Regions from separate parts of the Mus musculus genome. Here all the other regions are linked to region 1. Evidence: chromatin contacts called from public Hi-C, HiCAR-type and HiChIP or PLAC-seq data. All regions are on one chromosome and are shown on one strand. The core of a region is the stretch at or near the end of the contact, and the rest is flanking DNA. Distances in the headings are between cores, read along the strand shown. Region 1 holds the start of Ptbp2 (polypyrimidine tract binding protein 2). Region 2 holds the start of Snx7 (sorting nexin 7). Region 3 holds the start of Alg14 (asparagine-linked glycosylation 14). Region 4 holds the start of Tlcd4 (TLC domain containing 4). Region 5 overlaps Rwdd3 (RWD domain containing 3). Region 6 has its middle 37 kb from the start of Rwdd3. Region 7 has its middle 3.4 kb from the start of Mir137.

The links. Hi-C and Micro-C count contacts between places; a contact is called where the count stands out from the background. HiCAR-type assays count read pairs that join an accessible place to other places. HiChIP or PLAC-seq counts read pairs in DNA pulled down with a chosen protein or histone mark.
Region 2: a contact with region 1 is called in an H3K27ac HiChIP or PLAC-seq map of the NIH/3T3 cell line, with 7 times the contacts expected there. The contact joins the promoter of Snx7 here to the promoter of Ptbp2 in region 1. A contact is called at or near these places in 2 of 39 promoter capture datasets (hippocampal neurons and liver) and 3 of 115 datasets of contacts at active chromatin or transcription factors (the NIH/3T3 cell line, astrocytes and stem cell-derived neural progenitor cells).
Region 3: a contact with region 1 is called in a Hi-C map of regulatory T cells, with 10 times the contacts expected there. The contact joins the promoter of Alg14 here to the promoter of Ptbp2 in region 1. A contact is called at or near these places in 1 of 39 promoter capture datasets (pre-B cells), 2 of 484 Hi-C or Micro-C datasets (CD8 T cells and regulatory T cells), 6 of 115 datasets of contacts at active chromatin or transcription factors (astrocytes, embryonic stem cells, pro-B cells and 1 more) and 1 of 9 other capture datasets (liver).
Region 4: a HiCAR-type map of astrocytes shows a contact between it and region 1, with 4 times the contacts expected there. The contact joins the promoter of Tlcd4 here to the promoter of Ptbp2 in region 1. A contact is called at or near these places in 1 of 39 promoter capture datasets (embryonic stem cells) and 1 of 115 datasets of contacts at active chromatin or transcription factors (astrocytes).
Region 5: a contact with region 1 is called in an H3K4me3 HiChIP or PLAC-seq map of embryonic forebrain, with 5 times the contacts expected there. The contact joins the enhancer-like site here to the promoter of Ptbp2 in region 1. A contact is called at or near these places in 5 of 39 promoter capture datasets (cranial neural crest, embryonic stem cells, hippocampal neurons and 2 more), 7 of 115 datasets of contacts at active chromatin or transcription factors (acute myeloid leukemia, astrocytes, embryonic forebrain and 4 more) and 1 of 9 other capture datasets (embryonic stem cells).
Region 6: a contact with region 1 is called in an H3K4me3 HiChIP or PLAC-seq map of embryonic forebrain, with 6 times the contacts expected there. The contact joins the enhancer-like site here to the promoter of Ptbp2 in region 1. A contact is called at or near these places in 4 of 39 promoter capture datasets (cranial neural crest, embryonic stem cells, hippocampal neurons and 1 more) and 7 of 115 datasets of contacts at active chromatin or transcription factors (embryonic forebrain, embryonic limb bud, embryonic midbrain and 4 more).
Region 7: an H3K4me3 HiChIP or PLAC-seq map of embryonic forebrain shows a contact between it and region 1, with 10 times the contacts expected there. The contact joins the enhancer-like site here to the promoter of Ptbp2 in region 1. A contact is called at or near these places in 5 of 39 promoter capture datasets (cranial neural crest, embryonic stem cells, frontonasal cranial neural crest and 2 more), 4 of 484 Hi-C or Micro-C datasets (the N1E-115 cell line, cerebral cortex, cortical neurons and 1 more), 12 of 115 datasets of contacts at active chromatin or transcription factors (VIP interneurons, astrocytes, craniofacial prominence and 8 more) and 1 of 9 other capture datasets (embryonic stem cells).

What each region holds. Positions count from the first base shown.
Region 1 is chr3:119,781,904-119,785,047 of GRCm38.p6, forward strand. It overlaps Ptbp2 (polypyrimidine tract binding protein 2), which reads right to left and starts at 1,485. Exons shown (of 14, transcript NM_001310711.1): 1 at 1,299-1,485. The coding sequence starts at 1,306.
Region 2 is chr3:117,867,504-117,870,647 of GRCm38.p6, forward strand. Snx7 (sorting nexin 7) reads right to left here and starts at 1,433. Exons shown (of 9, transcript NM_029655.3): 1 at 1,241-1,433. The coding sequence starts at 1,402.
Region 3 is chr3:121,290,199-121,293,342 of GRCm38.p6, forward strand. It overlaps Alg14 (asparagine-linked glycosylation 14), which reads left to right and starts at 1,542. Exons shown (of 4, transcript NM_024178.3): 1 at 1,542-1,785. The coding sequence starts at 1,650.
Region 4 is chr3:121,261,716-121,264,859 of GRCm38.p6, forward strand. Tlcd4 (TLC domain containing 4) reads right to left here and starts at 1,452. Exons shown (of 8, transcript NM_001355678.2): 1 at 985-1,452.
Region 5 is chr3:121,158,125-121,161,268 of GRCm38.p6, forward strand. Rwdd3 (RWD domain containing 3) reads right to left here. Exons shown (of 5, transcript NM_028456.3): 2 at 644-1,131. Among named protein-coding and RNA genes, the nearest start is that of Rwdd3, 12 kb to the right of the region's middle. Within about 2 kb of position 1,722, at least 42 of the 459 cell types and tissues checked have an H3K27ac peak or open chromatin away from gene starts, as enhancers often do. A contact at or near this core is called in embryonic forebrain, hippocampal neurons, pre-B cells and 1 more, where this site is marked.
Region 6 is chr3:121,132,691-121,135,834 of GRCm38.p6, forward strand. No RefSeq gene overlaps it. Among named protein-coding and RNA genes, the nearest start is that of Rwdd3, 37 kb to the right of the region's middle. Within about 2 kb of position 1,426, at least 4 of the 459 cell types and tissues checked have an H3K27ac peak or open chromatin away from gene starts, as enhancers often do. A contact at or near this core is called in embryonic forebrain, where this site is marked.
Region 7 is chr3:118,428,861-118,432,004 of GRCm38.p6, forward strand. No RefSeq gene overlaps it. Among named protein-coding and RNA genes, the nearest start is that of Mir137, 3.4 kb to the right of the region's middle. Within about 2 kb of position 1,556, at least 40 of the 459 cell types and tissues checked have an H3K27ac peak or open chromatin away from gene starts, as enhancers often do. A contact at or near this core is called in the N1E-115 cell line, VIP interneurons, cerebral cortex and 4 more, where this site is marked.

The DNA of each region.
Region 1 (3,144 bases), core at 235-2,734:
GGGATAATTCACATGTCTAAAGCTACATTTCCTGTGGTAAATAATATCCCATTAAGGTAATTTGTGGCAATGATGTTTAAAGCCTTTTTATTATCTCTTCTAAAACACCAGATAACTAACTCTAGACTGATAACCTATTGAATAAACTCGGATTTTACTTTCTTAGACTCGTCAAATCCAGACCCTCAATTTTAATAAAGGTTCATGTTCACTGGGTCTCTTTTCGTGCCCCTTCCTCTCTGTGGGCTGTGAACTGTGGCCCCCTTCTCTGAACAATGAGTTGAACTGGGTCGTTCGGGATGTGGAGTTAACAAGGGCGCGACATTGGTGAGCCTCCTCTTTTCTTCTCACAGCTCTCTCATCTCACTCAGCATCCTCCGGTCTTCACGCCCAGCCTCTCCAAAGATGCAACACGACTCTGATCCATGTTCCATATTTGCTTGGGGGGCTGGTGTGGGGGGGGGGGTGTTTGTTTTTATTTTTGTATTTTTTTTTCCTCCAGAAACTAATCAAAGTAGGGGGCGGGGGAAGGCCAACCCTGTGTGGATTATCTGTTGTCTGCCTTGCGTGGCTTGTGGCCTTTGCCCATGTGACTGATGCTGCCTCTCCAACACTTCATGGGGGTTTGGTTTTGTTTATGGCTTAATTTCTGGGCCCTGTGGGCCGAGCCCCGAATTCTTGTTGTTGTCGTTGTGGTGGTGGTAAAGGCATTCCGATGGCCTCCCGCCCCCGCTCCCAGACTCGGATGAAAACAAAGGAGTGTGACATGTGCCCTCCTCCCTCCCGCCGCCACGCGCCCTCCCCTTCCCCGCAGCTCCCACTCGGCGCTCCGGCCGCGGCGTTTCGGGCGAGGCCGGGGATGGCGGGCCTCGCTCAGGCTTCGCGCTCCGCACAGGCCTCCGCGGCTTGGCCCGCTCGCGCCCGCGCCGCCGCCGCCGCCGCCGCCGCCACCCCAGGGTTCGGGTCTCCCCGCGGCGTCGACATGGCTCCCGAGGGGGCAGGGCCGCCCCGGGCTTCCCGCCCCATCCCCCGCAGTCGGGCCGCCCCGCGTCCCCACAGCAGCCCCGAGGCCTCCCCGGCCTCCCAGCCGCGGCTGCGGTTCGAGCCGGTAGCCGGAGCGGCCGAGGGAAGCCCGGGGAGGGGTGTGTGTGATGGGGCGGGGGTTGGGTAACGGCGGCGCGGCCTGGGAGGGGCCGCCCGAGCCCCGCTTCCCGGGACCCGACCCGACCCGGATCCCGGCCGCCGCCTCGCCGGCCTCCTCTCCCTCGCCCATCTCCTCACGGGCTCCCGGTACCTACCCGTCCATTGCCGAACCGGACAAAGCTTCGCTCCCAAGAACCGAGCCACGCAGCCAGCGAGCCACACAAGCGGCGAGAAAATGGCGGCCAGGGCCCGACGGAAATTGCCGAAGGTGCCGGAGCGCACGGGGCAGCGCGCGGCGGCGGAAAGAGCCGAGCGCGCGGGCGCCCGGCGGCGGCGGGAGACGAGCGGCGGGGCACAGGGACCGGGGGAGTGGGCGCCTCCGCCGTTGGCTGCCTCCGCCCGCTTGCCCGCCCGCCCGCCCGCGCGCGCACTGCCTCCCGCCCTCGGAGACGAGCCCGCTGCAGTGGCTGGCTGACCTGGGTTCTTTCTCTTCCGTGGGCGGTGTGAGTGGGACAGCCTGCAGCCTGCACCGTGTGTGCCTCAGGCTAGCCCGGACTGCAACCCTGCTGCTCTCAGGCTGCTTCCACTCTTCCTTCCAACCTCAAGCTGCATTATTACCACAAAGGACCAATCCCAGGCCCGGCCCGGGCACCCTTCGCCCTCTCAGCTCTAGAGAAAAAGACTTTATAGCTGCATCCTAGACCTCGTTTACAAATTCTTCATCCTCAAAGAGCTTACCCCCCTGGTCAAGATCCATTGCTTAGGAAAATATAACAACATCTCCTAATTAAGGACTGCTCACCAGCTTAGTGTTTGCTTACAAACCTGGAATCAATCAGGCCAAGAGGAAGAAAAGGTGATTCTCATGTGGGTTGGTAATTTTTGTGCATCTGTTAGGAAAAACATATATTCCAAGATCCCTACATGGGAATGGCCACACGCTGAGCGAGCGAGGTGGCAGAAAGCGTTCCTGTATTCCAACATTTGGGGATATGGAAAGAGGAGGCCAATTGAGTTAGCATTAGTTACAGGGGATGAAAATGTTAAAACGGCCTAGACAAAAATCACTTTTCCATAGAACTAAAGGTCTTAATATCATAGAACATGTTTTCCGTTCTTCTTTAATGTATTTGTATCATAGCCCCAGCAACATTTGGTTTCGGAAAATGTTCCCGGCATGCCACTAATGCCAGCACCACCCTTTGCTCTTCCCTACCTCCTCCAGCACTTACCAACTGTGTCTGTCCAGGTGTCCTCCATACCTCCTCCAGATCTGCCGCGTCCCCTTCAAGAAGCCTCTTGCCCTTACCACCTGGAATTTCACCTCACTAAATGGGAGATTGTATATTATTTTTAAAAGATAAGTCAGAACCTGGCCCCAGCTACTCCAGAGGATGAAGAAACTTAGTGAGACCTTGTTTCAAAGGCAATCAACAACAACCACACACATATGTGCACTGTTGTTGCTCTAAGAACGTTTCCAAGCCACCACCTGGTCAAATAGTCTTGATTTGCCTTAGGGATTGTCGATTCTTTTTAAAAATCTAATTTCCGGCAACACCTCCCTTCTATCTATACTTTTGACTTATGATACGTAAAGGCCCCATTATCATTTCCATTAATAATAGTTTTTCATGGGTTGTGGTTTTGTTCACATAGTTTCAACTCAACAATTAAATCTGTATGCTCCCAGAGGGAGGGAGGGAGGGAGGGGATCCAGGATGCATTCTCCATCTTCTTCGCACTGGCACAATCAACACTGATAATTGGTTCTCGTTTTATCTCAGGGAAGACAATCTGGGTCAAGAAGAGCAGAACTTCTGTCAAGTGTCAGATGTTCACTAAACTACAACCTTTTGTTGGTCTTCTAATAAAGTATAAGGGCAAACCACAGCACAGTCAATATGCTGGCTTATTTAAGTCAACACTTCGGTAGGAAATATGTGAGGTAGTTCGCAAGGCAAGACACATAAAGCACTAGATTTTAAAATGTAGTAAAGA
Region 2 (3,144 bases), core at 183-2,682, 1.9 Mb before region 1:
ATAATGAAGAAAAGAAAAGAAAAAAAAAACAGTATTGGGACTCTGGATGGCTCAGTAAGGTGCTTGCTATGGGACCCGTTGACCTGGATTCAATCCCCTGGACCCCACATGGTGGCTGAGCTCTGATCTCCAATTGTGCACAAAGGAGAGTATGTATGCACGCAAAGGTATGAGTGCATAAACACACACATTGATATTAAAATTTGATAGTATTGAAACTAAATGTGAAATAATCCCAGTTTTATAATTCAAATACAAAGAAAGACTAAGCACACATAACTGATATACCATCTACTTAGAATGCAACTGGGTGTCCAATCTCACATGCTCTAGGGGTGCAAAACGATGTTTGTGAGCTCCGCACTGGAGTCCAAGGGTGTTGGTTACTTGCTAACTTCTGTTTAACAGTTTTAAGTTGGTGGGCTCATGTAACATCTCAAGGCAACATGTCACTACTGAATAGTCATTGATCCAATGTTCCCACTGAGCACTTTTGAAAAACTGCTGTGACACTGGGACTGTGCCAAAAGAAAGGTATTTTTTTGTTGTTGTTTCCAACTTTCAGGAAGGGCAAGTTTGCATCAAGTCTACCACTACTGCCGGTATGTCCATTTCTGTCTAATTATATCACTAGCCAGGGAGCGCCTTTGAGGCTAGATTTCCAAGGCAAATGGGAAGGAAATATGCAGACTGGAGCTGAGGGTTGGACCAGAATAACTGCCCAATTTAAAGTCTTCAGCTGTGCCTGTGGTAGAGGCTAGGCTTTCTCAATCCTGAAAGGATTTCTACACCCAATGGTCACAGGTTTCCAGACTCTCTTAGAATGTGACTCAACTCTCCCATTTACACATAACAACAGTAAATCAAAAACCACCTCCCTGCACTAAGGCAATCACAATTGCTCTCCTGGACTTTAGGATTGTCAAGAAGCCTAGGGGAGGGGGAGGAGCTGGGGGGGGGGGAGGGAGAAGCAGTTTCAGGCCACCCGCACACGGTGAGGAATGTCGCTGTCAAGCAAGGAAAAATGGAAAGACGAAGAGAGAAAAAAAAAATCAGAACTTTTCAGACTCCATGAGCCTTGGCCCTGCCACTGATAAAAGTGAAGAGGAGGGAACGACTAGTTCAGCCTTGGAGGTACTGTCCCCAGCTCCAGCTCCATTGGAGAGTTGAGTCACCCTGGAACTTTCCCTGGACAGGCAGTCCCCGCCACCACGGCCATGGCCACGTCCCCTGCCCTCACCTTACTGAACACCTCCAGGTCGTCCTCGTCCTCGTCCAGATCCAGCACATCGGCCTGCAGCAGGCTGCAGGAACCGCTGCCACTCGGGATCGGGGCGCCGCCCCGCGGGCTCTCCCCGACCGCCAGCTCCGAGGAGCCCGACGCCAGGCGCTCGCCGTCCATCCCGGCAGTGCGCGCCCAGCCGGCCGCCTCTGCCAGCCCGGCTCCCCCGCGCGCGCCCATTGGCTCCCGAGGCGCCCTGCGCCTCCCTGGCCAGCCCAGCTCCTGCCCCTCGGCCGTGCGCAGACGCGGAACTGCGGGAGCCCGCGGCGCCGGGCCGGGCCGGGGCGGGAGAGCGGTGGGGCCTGCCCAGCCACAACCTGGCTCAGATCTACAGCCCGACTTTTAAATTCTGACTCTAGGAACACCGCCAGGGTGGGCCATGGAGATACAGAGGACAGGAGGTGGTGTTCTCGCCCTGACACAGCCAAGGGCCACCAGGTTTGTGCGTGAAGTGGCAGGATCTATATACACAACCAGCTGACCCAGCTTGATTTCCTGTTCTGAAAAGTGCCCTTTTCCCAGGTTGTGACTTTTTTTCCCATTCTCAAGTCTGTCTTTACAGAGACTAATGCAAAAATTAAAGACATCTGAACCTCCTGGTTTTCAATTGTTTGTTTGTTTGTTTTTTCCCATCGATTGGATTTTGTTGTCCTTTTACTGTCGAGTTAAGGAAGCTGAGGCTGAACAATTATTTTCAGCTACTTTCTAACATAGCTTTCTCCTGGAACTCTTCCTGAAGTTAATGTGCAAGAATGTTTCCAAGCTCCAAGGTCTGCCAGCAGCCCTGGGTATTGCAAGGAGAAAGAAACAATCTTGCATGCCTTTTCATACAGCCAGTGCAAAGCTGGAACTATTTAGTTGTTCATTGCTTGGTTTTTATAGATTCAAAGTTAATGAAAAATTGAGTACTAATTGATATATGTTAGAACTAGCTTCCATTTTTATTATTTATTCCTTTTGGTCTTCTCTCTCTCTTTCTCTCTCTCTCTCTCTCTTTAAATTTCTAAATGAAGATTCCTGTAAGAGCCAAATATGGGAATGCTTGACTGTAATTTCAACACAGGGTAGACTGAGGCAAGAGGACTTGCACTTTGAGGCCAGCTAATTATAACATAGGTTGAAAAAAGAAAACAGAGAGGGGAAACAGATAAAAAGCTTCCCAATTTAAATATTTTTATTTCTGGTTGAGACAGTTCCTCAATATATCCCCTTTTAACTATTTAAGGACCTCCAGTGTGTTTCAGGATATGACCCACATAGCATCCAGCCTGGTCACCGGCTACTTAAATGTACAAAATGTTCCTTTGCCTTATGGTTGGTGTCCTCAAAATACTGTGTTCTGCCAGTCTTCCAGGAATTATCTATAGTCCCATCAATTTTAGTAAGACTTGTGAAATGACAGTCTGGTCCCAGTTTCTCCTTTGGTTTTATCATACAGATTGTGTGTCTTACATTCCTTAGTAAACAAACCATAATGGGTTTTAGGTTGAGAACCATGAAATATCTTAGTAAAGCGCATTATGAGACATACTCATTCAAAATGACTCTTTGCTGAGCCCTACAAAGGATGCAAGTTATTAAAACAATTTATGTTTTCCTCTCTGATCTTACTGTCGCTATGGAGAGACGTCTGAAGTTTCTAATTGGCAGACTTTGAACCAGGAAACTCTTAATGATACTGTGACTCACAGAATTACCCAGACAGCATAAAAAAATAAATAAATAAATAAATAAATAAATAAATAAATAAATAAATAAAAGAGACTCTGAAAGATCAATAGAAAAAAATGGCAGATACACAGCTCAAATCACAGCCTAAAACATGCCCTGTGCATTAATGTAAATACATTGGGGAGTATTGT
Region 3 (3,144 bases), core at 292-2,791, 1.5 Mb after region 1:
TCAATTGCTTCTCTGCCTTATTTTCGTTTTCAATGATTTGTTGTTGTTGTTTCTATGTGTGTATGTGTTTTGCCTGGATTATCTCTGGGCACCATGTGTGTGCCTGCAGAGGTTGGGAGGAAGGCATCTGATCCCCTAGAACCAGAGTGGCAGAAAGTTGTGAGCCACCATGTGGGTTCTCGGCCTGGAACCTGGGACCTCTGGAAAAGCAACCAGTGCTCTTAACCTTTGTGCTGTCTCCCCGCCCCCACCCCCACCCCCCCAGCCCTTGAGCCACAAATGATATCTGTCTAAAAGTCTGGCATTCTTATTGATTTTCATCACATAAATAACCTCAGGCAAATTAACTTTTGTGTAATCTATTTCCCTATTGTAATTCAAAGAGTAACATTTACATAGAACCTGACTGTAAAGAATGAGGTTAAGAAGGAGTGATGAAAGAGCCCACAGGCACCGTGCTATAATATCAACAAGATAGAGATACAGTCAGGAAATCTCCCAAGCAGTTTGCTGACTCGGGAACCAACACACCTAGCTTTATAAGGAGATCTCAGGGCGCCTTCCTGGAACTTCTGACTCAGTATCGCTCCCAAAAGCATTCTAGGCTCCAGGTAAATGTGATCGTCAATCCAAACTGAATTTAACAACGGACCATATGGTGTAGCATTCTTAGGCAGCAGGAGTTAGGATTTCTGGTTTCTAATTCTAGACATGACATTATTGCATTTAGGCCAATTTGTAGCACCTTTCTCGACCTGTCTGCATGCCTGACCTATTCAATCTGTAACCCCATAAGGGTCTGAAGGAATGTTTGTTGTCAAGAGGTTTTATTTTGCTGTAATTTAGGCTAAGTTCACAAACGCACGCACAACTGGGATTAGAGTGGGCAGTGGAAGTCTATCATTTCAGAGGACCGCGGGAGGAATAAGCCAGAAATGCTTTGTGATAAACTTAACTGCAGGGCTATGTCTTCCTCCCTTGCTACCTGAAGCCAAGGGGTTTCCAATCCTCCCAGGAATATGACATAGCTTGAAGTGATCCGGATTCTGGTTATAGTTTGAGATCTGTGAAACTGTCTAGAAAACATAAATGTCAGGAAAGGGCGGATTTGAATGTTTTCCCCCTAAGAGTATGCCTCTGACTGGCAAAAATTTTCTAGTTCGGTTTGTCTTGGAACCCGTAAGGAAGAAAGGAAGTAGTGATGTATGCCAGGAGCCTCAGGCAAAACCTGGCAGGACAGGAGCAGCTACTAACCCGGGGCTTCGTGGTCCTTCTACCATACATGTAGTTTGACCTCGCCACTGGCAGAAATCAAACTTCTCCAGCACTTAACTTTCCAACTACACAACTGCAGCACAAACTCGGGTAACAAAACCATTACTGTTCCTTGTAGCGCTTCCTGGGCAAACTGCCCTTAGCCCCACCCATCACGGACAAACCCGGCTCACTGAGACGCAAGAGACGCGTCGTTCTGCGTTTTCCAATCAGAGCCACACTTCTGAACTTTGACCGCCCAACTTGGCAAGCTCCGCCCAGTGCAGACCATCCCCGCCCACAGAGAGGCGCTTTGCTCCCTGTTTGCTCTTAAGCGCGGTGCTTGCAAACTTTAACCGCTGGCGCCAGGTCTACACGCATGCGCCATCCTTTGAATGCTGAGCATTCTGATTCTAGCTGCTACAGCCGCAGGGCTAGTGATCTTGCTATTCCAGCGACTATGGACCGTGCTTGGGCCCCATCACGTCACTCCCCGAGAGTCTCTCAGACTCTTGATCGTGGCTGGATCCGGTAAGTATCCGGGCGGAGGCCGACGGTCTTGAGTTAGGCACTACAAACCCCAGAATGCATCGCGACTCTCTTCGCCCTTCTTAGCGCCTTTAGGAGCGCTGCATGCTGAGATTTGTAGTTTCTTTGCGTTCCCGGAACCGGCCACCCCAGGCAGGAAAAAATGCTGGTTAGCTGACGCCACCCAGCCGCCTGTCATTAAGACAGGTCATTTACACTTGTCTGTAATTAAGCCTCTCTGTAGTGTACTGCTTTCTAACAAATAATTAGCGACGGAGTACGCCGAAGCCTTTTGATGCTGACATATTGTTGCCCTCTTTGCTGCTGTGCGTTATTAATTCTAGGTCTTTGTACTTAGTTTAAGAAATGTGAACATTACATGGTAAACGAAGTAGAGTTGTCGCACTTATGAATGCGCAAAGTCCCTGAGGATAAAAACGTGGACACTCCATACGACGATACCTCCAGAGTGACAGGATATGAGTAATAAACTGTCCAGTCAGCTCTGAACATTTTAAAACTTAAAATTTTAGATGAACAGTTTTGACGAGTGTATAGTTAAACACGACTCAACTTTAAACAACCAAGGTGATACCCAAACCTATATCAATGCTGTCTGGAATACATATGTTATAACCTATTGCTCCAGGGACAGTAAAACAAAACCATTGCCTAACAGAAAATGATGCAGTCAAGACACACAGTAAATTCGAGGTGTTTAAGGCAGCCTCTGCAGGAGACCATACAGTTTTACAGTAGCTTTAAAAAAAATACACACTAATAAAAATACACAAACTAGTAATGTAGTTGTGTATTATTGTTATCAAATGTTATGAACTGTATATAGTAGTATATATTGTACTTTTTTTAAAGACTTGTTTATTATATGTAAGTACACTGTAGTTGTCTTCAGACACACCAGAAGAGGACGTCAGATCTCGTTACGGATGGTTGTGAGCCACCATGTGGTTGCTGGGATTTGAACTCAGGACCTTTGGAAGAGCAGTCAGTGCTCTTAACCGCTGAGCCATCTCACCAGCCCCTATATTGTACTTTTTTATATTGCAGGCAGCACAGTGAATTTGTTCATAGATTACCTTGGGCTACTGTGTTATGGTTGCTGTGTCACTAGACAATAAGGAATTTTCTGTTCCTTTTTAATGTCATGTGACCAATATCCTGTCATTGACTAAAACATCATTATGTGATGAGTGACTACACACACACTAATGATATTTATGATGTATGCAAATGTACCAAACTTAACATGCAATTATAATTCCTTACTTATTTACTTAACATATTTTGAGTCATGGGAATGGCCAGACACTACACTGAGCTCTGGAACAAAACAAAACTGAA
Region 4 (3,144 bases), core at 202-2,701, 1.5 Mb after region 1:
ATATATTGACTTAAGAAACTACTTATAAACGTTAATTTCACCTTAAAACATCCCCATCCTAGATCCATTTTTAATTTTTCAATTATCTGACTATGTAAAGGTTTTACTAAATAAAATTACAGACATGAGTATTAAACACATTAATTCCCACCATCCACACAAACTCTCCCACATTGCCTCCAAACTGGTATCTGAGTTAATTTAAACATCAAAGATTACTTTTTAATATTTTGCAGTTTTACATACACATGTACAGTGGCTCGAAAATGCTTACAAATAAAAACAAAAACACAGGCCAGCAAGTGTCCGTTAAATGAACTTAACTTAAAACCACTTTCACAGAGGCTGCCCTACCATCTTGGAAAGGTGGGAAAATAAGATAGTGGCATTAGAGGCCCCATTTCCTACCAAGGTAAACGAAGGCACTTAGTTTAACCAACTTGCCAGGAGGTTACAGAGGCTGGAAAGAGAAACCAATTCTCCCTCCACTAGACTTAAGCACTCAGGTGGCTAAAAATGGGACCCACTTGAGAGTCGTGGGGGGTAAAAATAGGCTACTTTTTTTAGAAAAGGAGGATGGGGATGCCACTTGATGCTCCCGACCCTGAGCCGGTCTCTCGCAAGAAAGCGTCCCCCGCAGGCCCAGAGGTTGCACCCACCCGCTTTGGGCTCAGACCCCTTGATTGCCTCTAGCCAAGCAGGAAAGCCGGGGGACCGAACCAAGCAGCCTGGGAGAACCGAGTGGACCCCGGGCCAGCGCCGGGGGCCGCGGGCCCGGGACATCATCTGCTCCGAGCTAAGCGGCGCGGGGCCGACAGCAGGAAGGATGCTGCGCCGCCGCACACCTGCGAGAGCCTCCCGCGCGCTCCCACCCGCCTCGGGCGCCCGAGCTCGGCCGCGCTAGGCCGGTGCGACGCGGCGCAGTGCCCGAGGCTGCGCTGGGCGAGGCCGCCCTCCTCCCGGATCCCGTCCAAACGGCGTCACCTGTGCCGGGTCCCGGGACGACTCCCGCGGGCGGCGGCTACGCGGGGCCGGGAGAGCGCAGCGGGGCTCACAGGCGCCTGGTCATCCAGCCTGGCCCGAAGGCTGCGCCGGCCGGAGCCACGCGCGAGATGCTCGCGGAAAGCCGGGGGAGCCCGGAGGAGCTGTCGCCGAGGCTCGCGCCGCCGCTGCCGCCGCGCCCGCCCGGACTGCGGGCTCGGGTTACCGCAGAGCGGCTCCTTAAAGGGGCCGCGGCCGCTCGGACTGGGCTGGCGCTCGCCGCGGCTCCGACCCCAGGCCAGAGTGGGCGGGGCCCGGAGGCCGCGCGTGGGGCCCACCTCCCGGCGCTGGGACTTGGATCGCGGCGGGAGCTCGAAGCCGCGAGCTTAGGCGGTGGGCTGCGAAGGAACCCTGAGAGCTCACACCTCTGCCCGGGTGCAGTGTGCGGTGCGCGGGCTTTCCCAGCAAGTCACAGACCTCACGAGTGGGGAGAAGAAGTATGTGAGTCCGCCCCCGCGTTGGTCAGCGCCCCGGCTCGCCACGTAACCCAAACCCCTTTTCAATGGGGAATTCTGTCTTATATGCCCAAACGCTGTGCAAAAGATCCGCATGGTTTGCTTTGTCGAGGAGATGAAATGGCAACTGATGCTTTTTTTTTTCTTTCTGCCACGTCTGCCACGGCCAAAGTCCAGCCCCGCCCCGTTCTGGTTTGAGGCTGCAGGTGCGTGCCAAGCCGGCTAGGAGGCACGTGTGTAGAAGAGGCGTCATGTCCCAGAGCAGCCTCTTCCCAAACCCCCGGAGAACACCCTTGAAGGACCGCAAGCTATCCAAGTATAGCTCCTGCCTAGCATGTCCAAGGCCCTGGATTCGATTTCCACGTAACAAAAACGGGTACATTAGCAATCCATCTATATCCGGGACCCCTCTGCGGTCAGGATGTTTAAATGGGACTGGACTGTTTTTTTTTTGTTTGTTTGTTTGTTTTTGTTTTGTTTTAGGACTGGCTGAGTATCCCAAACTGCCAAGTCTATAAACTCTGCTTTCCGACCTGCTGTATCAACCAGATCCAATTAACTGGAATAAAACTAAATAATGCAGAGGTACACACAAGCTGTATGATTTGCCAAAAAAAAAAAAGCAGTCACAAGTCCTATTTTTGGAACTAGATGAATTCTACATAAATCGAATAACCTGGAAATTTCAACATTAATGACATAGGGCAGTTGTTTGTGAGAAATACCTACCAAATAAAGCTTACATATTTGACCTAATAATATGCATACACACAGGGAAGCATCTGCTGCCAATTTAGGCCAGAAAATGTACACATAATCTCACACCACATCTGTATTTAAATTCATCTTGGAAAGCAATAGAACCGAAATCCTATTTATTAGAACCTGGAGTCCATTTTTTAGCCGAGCTGTCTCCAGCTGACTGAGCTAACTAAGCTCAATGAAGCTCACGTCTTCATCTATAGAAATGGAACAATTCAATTATTTCTGAAAGCTCCCCGGTCTAGGCGGAACCACAGAGAAAACCTCTATGAGCTACACGGTCAGAAAACCAGCCAGGAAGACCATGCAGATCGTTCCCTGTGTTCTACCCAAGCGTCTCGGCATTCCAGGGCCACAGCGCTGTGGCCACACCTGTTTCATCACAGATATTTCCCAACCTGCATAGCCCCTGACTGTTTTTGCTTTGCCCCATAGCTGCTTCATGTACTCATGTGCTCCTCTCATAACTGTGTGGGCATGTGATGGTTATAGGCAGATATCTATAGGGTCAGTTCAGCTAAGACGAATTTCACAGTGCTATCTCAGGACTGTCATCTGCAGGCACTTATCCTAGCTCCTCATTGTTGGTCAGTTGCTCTGTTCTCTCCTGATAATGCACCACCATTACCCTTAACATCTATAATTCTCTAACTCCAACAGTAATTAACCTAACAAGCCAAGTCAACCTATGGAAATACACTATGGAAATGTGACTGTCCCGGGATTCCTTCATGAGCCTCTATCAATGCATTACCAAACTGCAAGAGTGTATTGAGATTACATAGTGATTATATCAAGGACAAACATTGAGATCTGAAAATACTAGTTGAATTTCAAAACTTACTTTCCCTCCACCACCCCCATTTTGAAACAGTCTCAGCTAGCC
Region 5 (3,144 bases), core at 472-2,971, 1.4 Mb after region 1:
CCAAAGGCAGCTATCCAGTTCCTAGGGAGCCAACACCCTCTTCTGGCTTCCTTGGGCACTGTACATATATACATGCAAGCAAAACACGCATACACATTTTTAAGAAAATAAGAAATAAAAAAAAACTGTCATTTCATTGAGTGGCATAATTTTTACATTATAATCTTATGCTAATCCTGAACCTTGCAAGTTTATAGCTGTTGTTAGGGACAAGATAGATAGATAGATAGATATGTATATTTTAAAAAAACAACTGGGGAAAGATGGTTGGGTGCCTAGAGAGATGGCTCAGTGGTTAGAACTTGGTTGCTCTTCCGGAGGCTGTGTTTGATACCCAGCTCATAGCTCGAAGCTCCCAGGAGATCCAACCCCCTCCTCCAGGCTCTGTGAGCATCAGAGGCTTTTCTAAACGTTTACACGAGGTGCACAGACACATCCCGACAAAACACCCAGACACAAAAGATAAACAAATATAAAGAATAGAGGAGAAAAAAAAAAAAAAACAAAGTACCATTTAACACGATGATAGGCAAATCAGAAACACCATGCTTCGACTAGCTCACTGTTATAAAACACACTTAAAAATGCACCATATTTAAGAGAAAGCAAGTAGATTCATATTCAAAATGAAGTTTTCCAGCACCTTGATGTTGCTTCTGTCTCCTTGTAGTAAAATCAGTATTAATTTACCCATGAACATCAGTCTTCCTGTCAGCCTTAACTCTGAAGCCCACTTCTCCACGGCTTTGACATATTTAGTCCTCGCTCTCATGTGATCTAAACGCAAAAGAGTCATCCACGGTCCATCGTCCCCCGTCGCACTTTCTGGCAAAGTGCACTTCTCATGGCTGCTGGCGGTCTCCGGCTGGCTGAGGACAAGTCTGAGATTCTGCTGGATCCAAAGAACCAGCTCGTGAACCATCGGTTCTGACACGAGCTTCCTGGCTTCTCCAAGTAACTTCTCCTTCGCGGTAACACACTGGGCCCTGGTCAGATGTTCCGAGGTAACCGAGATGCCGGGTAGACACAAAGGGTAACCAACTGGTAAATGGAACGCCAACTCTAAGGGCACATCCTCACCCACAAGTCCTTCAGCTGTTGTGTGAATTCTAAACACAGCCCCATCTGTCTCTGGAAGACATCCAAAAATAATCATTAGCTCCACATAATTCAATCTCAATGGAATACTAATCAGTTAAAAAAATTTCCCTTTCAAACCTCAGTTTATTGCTCATAGGAAAACGCTGAGTTTATTTTATGAAGAGACACACAAGGCAAAAAAGCCATGATTTACAGGTTAATCCCCCCTGCCATAAACACACATGAACAGTGCCACGCAAATGTACTTGCAATTCACTCTCTTTATCACCCATTTTTTATGAAATTATCAAAAAAAGGCAGTTTGATTTATACAATTTCCATCCATAATTTACTGGTAATTACGAAAATCACAAATCAGCCCTTATAGGTGTTCAATGGAGCAGCAGCATGTATAGGGAAGGTGTAAGGAGTCCACTCCAAGTTATTTGTGGTGAGTCACACGGAACCTGGGTGGTGGCAGGGCCATGTGACACCGGTGACCATCTGTGACACTGAACGTGGGGGGTTGGGGGGGTACCTACTCTTCTGATTCCGATCCACTCACGTCAGTGTAACATGAAGGCAGCAGGATGAACTGAAACTGGGCGGACATCCGTTCAGCCTCCACTGACTCCACAAGGGGCAGAGCACGCCTAGGAGACGAGAGGAAATCTGCTCTCTTTCAGATGTGCTTGGCTTCCCCACTCTGATGTGTTCCACATCACTTCACCCCACTTTCCAAAAAGTTGATAAAATGTCAGGCTAATTCATTCTGCAGGGAGCAGAAGCACCCTGATCAGAGAAAGGAGACGGGAGCCAGGTCCAGACACAGGGCTATGTGGCCAGTCTGCCTCTCTGCCTTCTTTCTCTGCCCCTGTTCTATTTCTCAGCACAGAAGCAGCCAGATCCTACACCTGGATGGCTGCCTCAACAATGGACACCCAAACACAGCCTCCATTTTAAAGAGCCTAACAGAACACTGAAATCACTTCTTAGCCATCTGATCCCAATGGTATCTAAAAGCTGTTGTTACACAGATTCATACAGGACCTAGCACATCTGTTAGAGTTTTTCTTTAATGGATGTCAATACCAGCTGCCAGGAACTACTATTTTCAGACCCCATCCGGAATCAGAGGCAGTAGCTATTGCAAAGACCATATAATATTTTCTTTTACATATGTAATGTATATAGTATTTTTAAAAAAACTTCTCTAAATATTACAGCATACATGCTTCTAAAAGTTATCACATGCTTCAAGTGTCTTTGTTCCTCCTTCCTTCTTCTACTAACATACTGTCATTATTATTGGTGTGTGTGGCCATGGGGAGGCTCAGAGAACAACTTAACAAAACAGTTCTGCTTCATTATCTTGGAGGATTATGGGACTGTCAGACCCATATGCAAGCACCTCCACAAACGGAAACATCTCACTAGCTGCACGTCTCTCCTTTCTTTCACTGAGTTCCTCTTTTCAATGGTATATTTTACTGTCAGAGTAAGCTCCTGTCATTATCAGTTCGATTAATATATATTTGCTATGTAGGACTTTTATGGACCTGTAAACAACACAGGATCACCAGGCAGATTAAACTTGTCGGCAGTCATGCAGCAAGCCTGCATTCCCTCTCATTGAGGGGGTAGAATCTTTAATCTTCAATCATTCATCATTCTACAAGCATACACTGGGTACATGTCAACCCTGTGCACTGTGCTGTTCAGAAAAAGGAATAAGTAAGACACAGATCTGCCACCGTGGTTCAGTCCAGGGTGGACACAGAGCTTCCTGAGTCTACGCCTGCAAAGTCTTCTATTAGAGATGTGTGAACATAAAGGGTTTTTTAGGGGGTTTGTGTGTTTGTGTTTGTGTGTGTGTGTGTGTGTGTAAGAGAGAGAGAGAGAGAGAGAGAGAGAGAGAGAGAGAGAGAGAGAGAGAGAGAAGGGGAGAGAGGGGGGAGAGAGAAAGAGAGACTCTACATAGTCCTGGCTGGCCTGGGGCTTACTATACAGACCAAGCTGCTTCCCAAATGCTGAAATTAATGGCATGCACCTACCACATCCAGT
Region 6 (3,144 bases), core at 176-2,675, 1.4 Mb after region 1:
AGAAGTGTGGTCTTTGGGAAAGACTTTACGTCATAAGGTCACTACCCTCGTGAATAGAATTAAAGCCCTTAGAAAAGAGGCGTCCCAGTTAACTGACCTTTCAAACCTTCTGCCATGTAAGGCCACGGCTTGTGCGGCCACAGCATGTGCAATCACAGAAGGATGCGACAGTGAGCGGCTATCTTAGAAGTGGAGGTGAGTCCTCACTGGAAACCCAATCAAATGGTCCCTCGAACTCAGGATACCCAGCATCCAAAACTGTAAGGAATAAGGAAGTAAAACTGTATCACTTGTAAACCCTTCGGACTGGGTATAAGAAGAACGGATTCCCAGTATCTCACTATACATTTATACTCTAGTGCTCTAACTTTAAAATACGAATTATCCCAAAAGCAATAAGAAGCCACTTGGCTACTGGACAAAGGCCACAAGACTGAAGGGAGGGCATGAATGCTGATGGCCACATGTTTACCCAGGATCCTTAGCAAGTTGCTGCTTCTCTTAGCTTCAGCTTCCTGTGCCGTCCAAGCAGCTGCCAGGGTTTGTCCATGTGGCGGGAGCTGCCTGCACGTCAGGAAACATCTGTGAGGAGTCAGTGCGGTGGCAAAGGTAAAACCCACAATGCAGTAACTGTTAGTGCTAGGTGTTCTGTAAATGGCAACTCTAAAGGCAATTCAAATAAATCATTAATAAGGAATATATCTGATAGTTCTTCCTCAGTTAATCCTGTTGGCTTCTCTTCTCTCAAAATAGAAACATCATTATTATGACATTGACAAGTTCTTTCAAAAATAAAATATGTATATTAATGCATTTTTTAAGTGGCAAAATGTCATGAGAGGTGTTTGTATTATTTTTTCCCCTCAATATTTTTTCTTAGGGTGTCAAGACATCTGATTTAGAAACAATACCATCCAGAGAGAGAGACAGATGGTATTTAGGCAGGTTCCCATGACTACTTAAGGTTAAGGACTCAACAGCGTACGTTTCAAATGCAGCATTACAAGCAAAAATTAAACAGAAAGGCTGGTGGGTTGGAGGGAGCGGTGTGGCTCATTCTAACTCACGATCTCTTTTCTCCTTGGGTTTGCGAAAGCTACAGTAAAGGCTTGATTGGGGAGCGTGTATCATCTGGCAGGTTAACCTTTCTGCACTATAGGATTTGGGTTCGAAAGCTGATGGCAAAACCACCATGTTTCAAAAACCTGAGCCTCTCAGTTCTACTGCGTAAGCCATCGGAAACAGTATGCCCGTTAATTAACCCTGGGCTCCCGTCAAGGTAATTGAAGCAGAAGGTTAGGGAGAACACTTACATGGCAGATAAAGAAGTCTGGAGCACGCACCCCCTTACCCTATTGCCCCCTTCCTATCTCAGTTTGACAAGAGCAGATCCCCCAGCTGGAGCTCAGATCCCCTGTAACAGAGTCAAGTGTGCACACGGAAGCCAAGCAGAAAGGGGGCGTGCCGCCCATGAGATTTAACGTGCATTCTTAGGTGTCTCCTCTTCACGGGATTTTCTAGTTCTCCTTGCATGTGGGCGTCAGGGGGAAAGACAGAGGATAAACAGATCCAGTTGTTGCTGTTGTTTTGTTTGTTTTAATTTGGCTAAACGCCATAGTACTAGGCCAATAGTAAGACACCGGGTACTTTCACTTAGAAATGATTTCAGTTGGAGACAATGATCTGTTTGGCTTTGTTCGGAATCAGCTCCAGGAGGACACTTCTTACATTTCCATTAACTGTGAAATTAAATAGAGGAGGCAATTTTTAAAAGAGAAATATTGCGCTCGGCCTGAAACTCTAAGTGTTGAATTTCTGCCTGCAGTGAGTTTTTTCAATTAAATTATAAAGCATGGGTAATAGAGATTTATAATGGAAGCGCTGATAAAATCTTACCTATAGGACCGCCATCCTCCACGCTCTGTGCAGCACATGGATGGATTATTTGCATTAAATTATCTTTAGGAAATGCAAACAAAACAAAGGAAAATGTAAAGCTTGCCTCGTTATTAGCATAAAATTAATGCCTTTGAATGCACACTTGTTCCGTATCCAAAGCATTAACGGATTTTATTCTTAGAGTTCAAAGACCTCCTAATTAATATGCAAAATGGCCTCATTTTATAAGCAACCTTTTTTTTTTCTTCTCAGAAAAAAAAAAAAAGAGAGTTCTTTGCTAGCAGGAAATACCATGAAGTTTAGAAGACGACACTAACAGATACTGATATATAAGCCTACACCCTCATATGGCCTAATAACCACTCAATGCTATCACAACGTCTCCAGTTCCTGAATCTGCGCATGTCTATATATTCTACAGCTAACCAAATAATACCTAGCTTAGGATGATTAACTGTATAAAATACAAAAAGAAGGTACACTGTTCTCCACAAATGTTTACCCATTTGTTTAGTATTTTTTAAAAAAAATATTAAGAAGGCCAATCCAGCAGAATATGACACTCAGGACCTAAACGTATTCATATGAATTATGTAACTCCAAATCTAACTTGGAAAAGCAGGCACCCTCCAGTTTATACTGCCCCAGTGTTAAGACTCGAAATTAGAAAAAAAAAATTTAAACTGAACAAATATTTTAAAAGTTTGCCAGCAAATAACTGGTTCTATTTTTTTTTCTCTAAATATATGCCAGGATTGTATCTTTATTAGAAATAATTTACTTGGCTTTCTTTAGGAATTTTCCCATTGCACAGAAGAGTAGACAACTAACTCTAAATGTATACCCATTTCTAAATGATTTACATTCTTTGAAGTATTTGACACATGTTCCAAATCAAACCATCCCTACTATAACATGATCATGTTTTAGAAAATATAATAATTTCTTTTGACCAAAAGAGAAATCAATTCTGAACCTACCGCAGTCCCCCGGCCACTGAAGCAGCACTGCACAGAGCTTCAGGATTTTCCTCAGCTGTAACACCAGAGTCCCAGCCAAGGCCAAGAACAGTACTCTCCAGTCTGCAGTGCTCCTGTGGAAACTATCACTTAGGAATCCATTATGCTAAAGTTTGGATATCATTTGAGTATTTCCCCCAAAGACTCACATTGGGAACTTGGTCCCCATGGCTGAGGAACTGGGACATGGCCTGGTGGAAAGGGCTGAGGTCTCAGATGGCTTTAA
Region 7 (3,144 bases), core at 306-2,805, 1.4 Mb before region 1:
GTCTTCAAGCTATATTTTTAGACTAATCTAATTCATTTTTTTCTTAAAGAGATTATCAGAGTTTTTCAGTAGACACATTCAGCTACCTCAAGAATTATCTTAAATACTAATTGTTTACTAAAGAATTGATGTAATTTTTTAAAAAGCAGAATAAAGTGAATATGATTATCTGTTTTCAAATGGATGTGAAAATCAGAGAAGTGTAGCCTATTTATAACAGGTAATAAAAGAATGCTACACGTATATAGAAGAAACTCTCTTATGATGTTCCTCTAAAAATATCTGAAAATTGCAAATAGGTGAGGGACAGTCACACACTGTTTGAAATATGTTCTCCCTCCATACATAAAACATTAATTTTGAATAATGGTATGCATTTAAATATCACAATTAACAGGGTGTGATATATTTTATTTCCCTATTTTTCTATTAAAAATAGAGTAGAATTTATTGATTATTGATAGTATACATCCTTTTCCTCTTCCTGACATCTCTACCCTTTCCCACATTGCCATATCACTCCTATCAAATGTTTAGTTTAGATCAGAGACACATCAAACAGTGTATGGGTGGGAGGAGGGACTATAAAACTTAATTTTTAAAAACTGTCCCCCATCAATTTTAAATGATACAAAATGTTTCTCAAAAAGGCATCCTGATCTGATTTCAATAAGTCATAGAGGGTACCTGGAAAAAATAACCCCTAGTCAAAGCTAGTGGTATTTACTAGATTGTTTTTATATACAGCATATGCTTTGCATGTATTTTGATCACAGTAAGAAAACGCATGATAGTTTTTTTTTTTTTTTAAGAACTGCTATATAAGTGCTCCTTTTCTTTTCTGTGACAGTTTGGTGCTGATTTTAAAAATTAAAAATTAAAAAAAAAGGCTTTAAAGGCATCATTTTTTTTCTCTCCAGTATGCTAAAGATGTTGTATATATCTTTTTTGCTTTTCTTTAAGGAAAGAATATGGGGGTTGCTTACACAGGGAATGAAAATTCTATTCTCCAACCCCCCCTCCCATTCTACTAAACCGTTTTAGTCGACATATGTTTGTTATCAGAGAGAGGTGCTGTGAACACACAGCCATTTTCTTAGCAGCTTTTTGACTGTATGTTACCATAGTCCCACAAGGCATTGGTCCTTTCCCATTGGGAAGTCATGAATAAGAGACTATGAAGCTCACACGTCAGATCTTCCTCAATTAATCCACCATTAGCATGTTCGGGGTCCACTACTGGATGGTTAACAGCGGCTTTTTGTAACTGTACGCCGACCATACCCAATTATGCTTTGCTAAAAATGAACTCTTTGCAGACCAAGCCTCTTGGGCTGTCAGTGTTTTCCGTTTTCCTATTTTAACGTTTGTGTATAGTGGCAGGCGACAGATGGTGTGGATCAGATCGATTTGATTGCATTAGATGATTTTCCCCCCTTCCCCACGCCTTTCTGGAAGCTCGCATCAGCTGAAGGCTCTCGCCTGGGACTCCTCCGAAGCATGAGCAAGCCGCCACCACGCGAAGGCACTGGGGCACAGCCAGCGAGAGGCGACAAGGTCCCTTCCCAGGGCTTGTTAACACTGTAACCGGGCGCTCAGAGAGCAGCGGCTCCCACTGCCCAAGCCTGCCTCGCCGCCCATCCGATGACTCCTGGCTTCTGCACACAGTTGGAGTTCAGCCGGCAACCTGGATTTAGAGGGTAAGCACTTCATTCTAGACGGATTTGTGACAGTTACTTTGCTATACCTGCGATACTGCAGACAAATCTCAGCAAACGCATAGGATGTAGGATGTGTGGGAGAGGGCGACTATGTTTACATCGGTAAATGGGTTTCTTTTTGTCTGAGACAGAGAGTGTTACTCGGTGACGATGTGTATAGTGTTTTGCCATTGATTGTAGGAGTCCACTACCACCCTCCTCCCGATTTTTTTCCCCTCTCCTTCGTGTTTTCCCTTTTCTACTTGAGAGGGAAGGAGAGATAGAAGAAGGGAGGAGGGAGTTAAGGAGGGAGGGGAGAAGAGAGGAGAGAGAGAGAGAGAGAGAGAGAGAGAGAGAGAGAGAGAGAGAGAGAGAGAATGAGAATATTTCTGCTTTAGCTTAATTGCCTTATTTCCTAAACCGATTTTTTTTTTTGTAGCTCGCTTTATGAATATTTGGTTTTTAATTACCAAGCGTTTAGCTAGGATGGGTGTTGGGGAGTGGGGGACAGGGTGGGGAAGTACAGAGGAACACTGCCATAGTGGCAGTGGCCTTGAGAGATCAAAAGGTGCTGAAAGCACCCCTTGCCCGAAAAACACACCTTCAGTTATTAGGGCGCGAGGGAATTGTAGATTCTAATAAACATGGCTTGCAGGAGTCGACGAACAAAGGTACTTAATGCGGACCTAAGCCTCCGCTGCTATTGCTCCGATAGCGGTACCTAAATATTCGAGAGGAAAGTGTAAGTTGATCAACAAACGCCCTGGTAGTATTGGGCTTTTTCCCTTTTCCGTTTTTTTGTGTGGAGGGTGGAGGGGGGTGGGGAGAGTGGATGGGTGGGGGAAATCCGACAGCTTAAGGAGGTTTGAATTGAATATGCACCCAGCGGCAGTGGTCTCGTAGGAAATGGTGTTCTCGTAAGTCAGGCTGCCCCGCTGAAGCACAAGAGCTGTGGTTAGAGCTCGGAGCGTCAGTTCTGGTGGGAGTGCTGCAGGCTGTCCGCTTGGGCTGAGCTGTCCACTGGTCCAGGTGCTGAAGTGTGGAGCATTTGGTATGTAGGGAAAGGGCTGACTCTGTTGCTTGGTTAGGAAGAAAACCTATCGCCTGTCTTGTTCCAGATTTTTTTTCTTAAAGCATGCTAGTCTGTGGGTCTCTCTGTGTGTTCTTGTGTGTGTGTGTATGTGTGTGTTCTTGTGTGTGTGTGTGTGTGTGTGTGTGTGTGTGTGCGTGTGTGTGATTTTTCTTGTAATCCTGATAAACTAAGGGAAAGAACTTGGAAAGCATTGAAAAGCTGTGTGGGCATTTATGCCATGATTCTACAGCATGAGGAGAACGTGTGTATGCGAGGTGTGTGTATGTGTATGTGTGCCTTGACCATGCTTCTGACTTGAAAACCATTCCATTTAGTAAATCAAATCCTATCTGTGCAATGTGTTTTGTTTTC